Regions from separate parts of the Sus scrofa genome. Here region 2 is linked to region 1. A link is a contact called in public Hi-C data. All regions are on one chromosome and are shown on one strand. The core of a region is the stretch at or near the end of the contact, and the rest is flanking DNA. Distances in the headings are between cores, read along the strand shown. Region 1 has its middle 49 kb from the start of ACTR2. Region 2 overlaps CEP68 (centrosomal protein of 68 kDa).

Region 1 (3,179 bases), core at 194-2,693:
TGTTTATTAATCGATAGGAGGCTTAGTTTATTAAGATATTTACCATTTTCCGTCAATTTTGTGGCAAACATTTCCCCTCACCTTTTCTTTCCATTTTTATGATGTCTTTAATGTTGCAAAAATATTAATTTTTATGTAGTCAAACATACCTATGTTTTTTCTTTAACTTCTCTGAGTTTCCTGTCTTGCTTAAGATCTTCCCATTCCCAAGGTTATACAGATATTCTCTTATACATTCTTCTAATGTTTTATTATTTTACATATTTAGATTTGTTTGCAAAGTACCCCATTGCAACATCACATGGGATACATATGGATACCCTGGACTGGTTTGGGAGAGAGGTTTGAAAAACTCTCTTGAAAAACTAAATTGGAGCTACTTTTGCAAGCTACCTAGCATTTGATATTTTGTGAGCAGAAAGCTGAGAAACACTAACCATTTGATAAAATGAAATCAGATGAGGATTTGGGGGGCACACCTGTGACACAAGGAAGTTCCCAGGTCATGGACTGAACCCACATCACAGCTGTAACCAGAGCCACAGCAGTAACCAGAGCAACAGCACTGATAACACAGGATCCTCAACCCTCTGAGCCACCAGAGAACTCCTGATGAGGATTTTTAATTTTTTTATTTTATTTAATTTTTTTTCTTTTTAGGGCCACATCTGGCATGTGGAGTTTCCCAGGCTAGGGGTCTCATCAGAGCTACAGGTGCTGGCCTATGCTACAGCTTTAGCAGAGCCAGATTCCAGCCGTGTCTGCGACCTACACCATAGCTCATAGCAACACCGGATCCTTGACCCGCTGATCAAGGCCAGGGATCAAACCCGCATCCCCATAGATCCTCATCGGGTTCGTTAACCGCCCAGCCACGAGGGGAACTCCTGGATGAGGATTTTTTAATCTGTGACTTTTTTCCAGTGGTACTTGAAAAACGTGATAGTCCTAAAACTATTGTAGTTTCTTTCTAGGTAATGACAAGGTCCAGGAATGAGTATTAAGAATAGCTGAAAATAACTGTTTAAATTTAAATATCAGAGAAAGCTGTTTGGTGTTGGGCATTTCTTCACCAGGCTGGCTCCTTGCTTTGTTCTCCCTCAAAAGCAATGGATTTTTTTTTTAACACCAAAGGGGGAATGGAGGAAGTGAGGCAGCTAAAGAAAATGTCATTGCTCCCACTACCCTAAAACACACTGTATCTGATTTCACACTTTCCCAACAAGAAACAAAATGCGCCAACACCTTTCGCTGAAGCAGTCATCTTGAACTAACTTTGTAGAATACAGAGTTTGCACTTACTTGGTTAACAGTGGAGAACTGCTCAAAGTTTTTGAAGCAATTCACCGTAGCTCATTCCAAGTAGTTTAACCTGGCGGCCACAATGGGCTATAAACAGACGCTACCTATTGTAATTGAAATCCTCAGTAACGTTCCTGCGCGCCCCCTTCTGGCGGAGTGAACCCACCTCCCTGCGTGATCCATATTTATTGCAGCTGCGGCTAAGGCAGTCGTCGAGGGAAGGGAAGTTCGTATTGCAAAAAGGTAAAAACATTTAAATTTTTAAAGAATATTTTTCATCATTTTTTAGTAGAGAAATCGACAACTAATTCAACTCTGCTGGAAAGTTTCCCATGAGTTAGTCGAGGGGGGTAAACGGCCATTTTGGTTGGGCTTTTCTTAACAGCCTTTTGAAAACCTTTCTTGAAGGTCGTTTTTTTTTGTTTGGTCTTTTGTTTGTTTGTTTTTCCCTAACGGATCAGAGGGAAGCTTATTTAGTAAGATAACCAACAGCTGGACTGGATTGAGAAGGTACATGGAACTCCCCACCAAATTAAGGCGGCTGCAGTCTCTTTACTTTTGCTCCCTGATTTGGTTTACAAGGTTAGTCAACTACCCCTCACCACAGAGCACCTGGGTTAATGATTTATCTAACTGGGGTAGATACCATATGCCGTTGCAACACTGCAGTTTTTTTTTCCGCTTTTCCAAACTGGTCAGCTCTTGCACGTTGGTGACGTAGCTTAATGCTGTGTTACTAGACTGTTCTAGAACACATGTATATATTATGTTCACAATGCTGTGAGGAGCAACAGAGAACTTCCCTTTTTGATAACACTATGATGTTTCTGATAACCGTGAAAGGAAAAAAGAAAAAAGTGACCCAAAGAGACAAGATAGCATGTAGGTAAGGTTAAATCAGATTGGATCTCAGGTTTGAGGGCTTTAGGGCTGCACCCACAACATATGGAAGTTTTCAGGCTAGGGGTTGAATCAGAGCTACAACTGCCAGCCTACAGCCTATACCACAGCCACAGCAATGCCAGATCTGAGACGTGTCTGTGACCTACACCGCAGCTCACGACAATGCAGGCTCCTTAAGCCACTGAGGCAGGGATTGAACCCGCATCCTCATGGATACTAGTTGGATTTGCTTCCGCTACGCCCCAAGAGGAACTACTAAGGGCATTTTCAAAGTAAATTTTTATTGACGTGCCACATACAGAAAATTACACAGCAGGGATCATTAATGCACAGCATGAATTTCCACAAACTTCACACTCTTCTGTAATGTTCATAGATTATAAAACAGAACAGTATCACAACCCCAAGAGCCCTCCTGTCTCTGCTACCAGTCACAAAGCCCCCTAAGTTAATCATATCCTTCCTCTGACACCCTAGCTTAGTATTGCCTATTTTTGAACTTTATATTAATGGAATCATGTTTTGTTTGATATCTGGGTTCTCAGCTTTAAGTTTGTGAGCTTTATCTACATTGTTGCATGGAGCTGGAGTTTGTTCATTTTCATTGGTAGGTAACATTGTGCAGTGTGTGCATACCACAATTTATTTATCCCTTCTGTCATCGATGGGTATTGGGGTGGTTTGTAGCTTTGGATTATTGTGGATACTGCTTCTGTGAACATTCTTAAATATATATATGTGTATATATACACACACAAACATTTCTGTTGGACATGTATAACTAGGAATGGAGTTGCTGGGTAATATACATACAATTACATATGTATACAATACGCATGTGTATATATATATATATATTTAGCATTAGTAGATACTGCCAGTTTTCCAAAGGGATTGTATGACTAGTCTTTTGGCTCTGTATCTTCACCAGCCTAGTATTTTCTGTCTTTTTAATTTCAGCCATTCTAGGAGGT
Region 2 (3,179 bases), core at 231-2,730, 97 kb before region 1:
CAGGAAACTTTTCTGGAGGCCACATGTAACAGTGGGCCTCTTACAAGCTACAGGTTCTTGCACCTTCATTTAAAAATTAATTCAAGGAGTTCCCATTGTGACTTAGCGAGTTAAGAAACTGACATAGTGTCCATGAGGATGCAAGTTCAATCCCTGGCTTCACTCAGTGGGTTAAGGATCTGGCAATGCTGTGAGCTGTGGGGTAGGTCAAAGACATGGCTCAGATCTGGCATTGCCGTGGCTGTGGTGTAGGCTGGCAGCTGCAGCTCCAATTCAACCCCTGGCCTGGGAACCTCCATATGCCTCAGGTGTGGCCCTTAAAAAAAAAAAAAAAAAAAAGTAATAACCTCTCAGTACTTTATCTGTAATAACATCCCACTTTGCCCTTCTCTCCAAAGGTGTCTAGAGTATTTTACTGCCCCAAGAAGAGGTATTTGGGTATTCTGTGGTCTCCAGCCTCATTAAGATTGCCACCCTGCCCCTCCTGATCCTCTGCTTGGAAAAACCAGGAACTTGGCTGTTTTGTGGAAATCACAGGGCCTGTCCAGCTAGGTGCACAGCTGTCCTCTCCAGAGCACACGACCCGCTTTGTCAGTCATTGGAGCCAGTCAGCGGAGCCTGAGCACAAACACTACCCGCGCCCCCACCCCCCTGCTTCTTCACAGCCCGCTTTCTTCCTCAGCCACAGGTAGAACCTTAGGGACAGGAAGTCAAATTAATTGCTTCAAAATGTGCCCATCTCAGTCTCCAGGCAAAGGCTTCCCCATGGCTACCGGGCAGGTGTTTTCACTACATTTTGACCCAGGTTCTTCCATGCATGAGTTGACAGTCCTGTCGCACATTGACCCTTCATTATACTGGCTCAAATGACTAGAACCTACTGACATTAAGCTGAACCAGGCCCCTGTATGCATGTATTCAATTAGAATATATTAAAGTCTCACTCGGAAAAATTTCACCACCATTCCCAGCTTTTATTTGACCCCAGTCAAATGTTCTAACGTTCTAAGTTTCTAAGTTAAAAAAATAAAGCTCCCCTGGGAGTTCCTGTTGTGGTGCAGAGAAAACAGATCCGACTAGCATCCATGAGATTCCATCCCTGGCCTTGCTCAGGGCGGTAAGAATCCAGCGTTGTGGTGAGCTGTGTAGGTCGCAGGCGTGGCCCGGATCCCGTGTGGCTGTGGTTGTGGTGTCGGCTGGCGGCTACAGCTCCAACTTGACCCCTAGGAACCTCCACATGCCGTGGGTGTGGCCCTAAAAAACAGAAGAAAAAAAAATAAAAGGGTCCTCTGAACTCCACTGACTGCACCCGGAGGACTGAGCAAAGGTCTGGCGAAGGCGCAGGGGAGAACCCAGCCATTTGCCTCACGTACAAAGTGAGGGGTGAGCTGCACTATGGTGGCATTCCTCAGCCTGCCCTGCTGCCTCTAAGCTCTCAGGATGGTACTTTGCCCTAAGGTCACTGCACTGTGTGGCTTCCCCAGAGGCTGATCTCAACACGGCCAGCCCATTCTTTCTTCCGCCCATCCGTCAGCACCCTCTGCAGATATGCAGCTTCCCCTTTCCCTTCCGCCACTAGCAGATGTTGCAGCTGTGGCAGGAAACTAGGGAGAGTGTGAACACAGCTGATAAAGGTGCAGGAAGCAAAAGCAGCCTTTATGTTTCACAAAGGAAATAAAAGTTTTTGAGGGAAAAAAAACAAGCCTCCTGTGTGTGATGCACCCTGAACGTAGCCCATCCCTTCCTCAGATGAACACTTGGCCTGTGGGGGACGGAATCTTGGCCTCACTAACCGTTTTGTCCTAGCCTGCTTCCAGGTCATTTTCTTTTGAAGTCCGTTCATTTAGGATTTGCAAAAAACGGTTGATGGGCCTTCCCATATTATATTACCAGACCACTCATACACTTGTGAAAAGACAGTCCCACAGCCTACAGAAGCTGATAGGACCTGATTAGAACCAGGTCCTAATTTTGACATGTTGCTTTGTTTCACTTCAGACTCCTGCCCCACAGGATTTGGGTGTGCACCCTGGGCCTTATCTCTAAAAGTCGGATCATACCAGGCACCAGATAACCATGTCTCTGTGCCTTTTTGTGAAGTATGTCCTTCCAAGTGGAGCCAGTGAACCTCTTTTCTCAGCTTTTTTTTTTTTTGGTCTTTTTTGTCTTTTTGCCATTTCTTGGGCCACTCCCACGGCATATGGAGGTTCCCAGGCTAGGGGTCTAATCGGAGCTGTAGCTGCCAGCCTACGCCAGAGCCACAGCAACGCAGGATCCGAGCCGCGTCTGCAACCTACACCACAGCTCATGGCAATTTTCTCAGCTTTAATCACAATTTACCGTAGATCCTCTAGTGCATTAGTGCCTAGGGAGTCACTGTTGAGGAAAAAAAGAAAAAAAAAAAGCAGACATTTTGAAACTATTGCCATGTTCCTGTGTTGTATAAAGTACTACATCCTCGTATGCTCTTTTAAAAGCATACTTACTGTTGTTTCTTGGGCCTGACTTCTGTAACCCTCGTGTGTTAGTGTTAAAGGACATCCTCGGGAGGATCTCCAGGCAGCCCAGCGAGCTGGAGAGCCACGCGGATCACCTGTACGACACCATCTTAGCCTCCCTGGACAGGCTGGCTGGCTGCACCCTCGTCCCTGACGGCACGCCCATGGCACACAGGAGCGCCAGTGTGAAGGGGATTAGCCTGGTAGGTAGAGCAACCCAAGAGAAGAAAAACTGTCCTCGGACCCCAGTGCTGGATAAGGTACAGAGCTCCTGCTCCAGCAGGTGGTGGATTCCTAGAAGTTTGTTGAGCTAAGAGCTACTGAAACAAATGAAAGGCTAGGAGAAGCCCCTGGACCTGAAAAAGAGAGATTCTGACATGGCCAGGAAGAAGATTGGGGGTCTTCCTGTGGTAACTACAGCTCAGTGTGGTGCTTTCCATCACTCAGCTTCACCCCTGAGCTTGCTGACGACTGGGGTGCTCTGCACTTCAATTTTCTGTGGCAGACCCATTGCCCGCAAGCATGACTGCAGAAGTCATCGATACCTACTTTTTATGTCTGCACACACATGCTTCTCCAGTATAGGCTGCCCCCTTTACGTAGACTCCTCTCACCCAGCTCATTTGGTGTTCCACTGCTGAGTAACTCTTGACAGCACCAGGTGCCCACAGGGATCCAGAG

The links. Hi-C and Micro-C count contacts between places; a contact is called where the count stands out from the background.
Region 2: a Hi-C map of liver shows a contact between it and region 1, with 2.3 times the contacts expected there. A contact is called at or near these places in 1 of 5 promoter capture datasets (liver), 30 of 47 Hi-C or Micro-C datasets (adipose tissue, alveolar macrophages, blood and 16 more) and 2 of 2 datasets of targeted methods (alveolar macrophages and skeletal muscle).

Annotation. Positions count from the first base shown.
Region 1 is chr3:76,776,790-76,779,968 of Sscrofa11.1, reverse strand. No RefSeq gene overlaps it. Among named protein-coding and RNA genes, the nearest start is that of ACTR2, 49 kb to the right of the region's middle.
Region 2 is chr3:76,873,537-76,876,715 of Sscrofa11.1, reverse strand. It overlaps CEP68 (centrosomal protein of 68 kDa), which reads left to right. Exons shown (of 7, transcript XM_021087449.1): 6 at 2,529-2,701. Among named protein-coding and RNA genes, the nearest start is that of RAB1A, 37 kb to the right of the region's middle.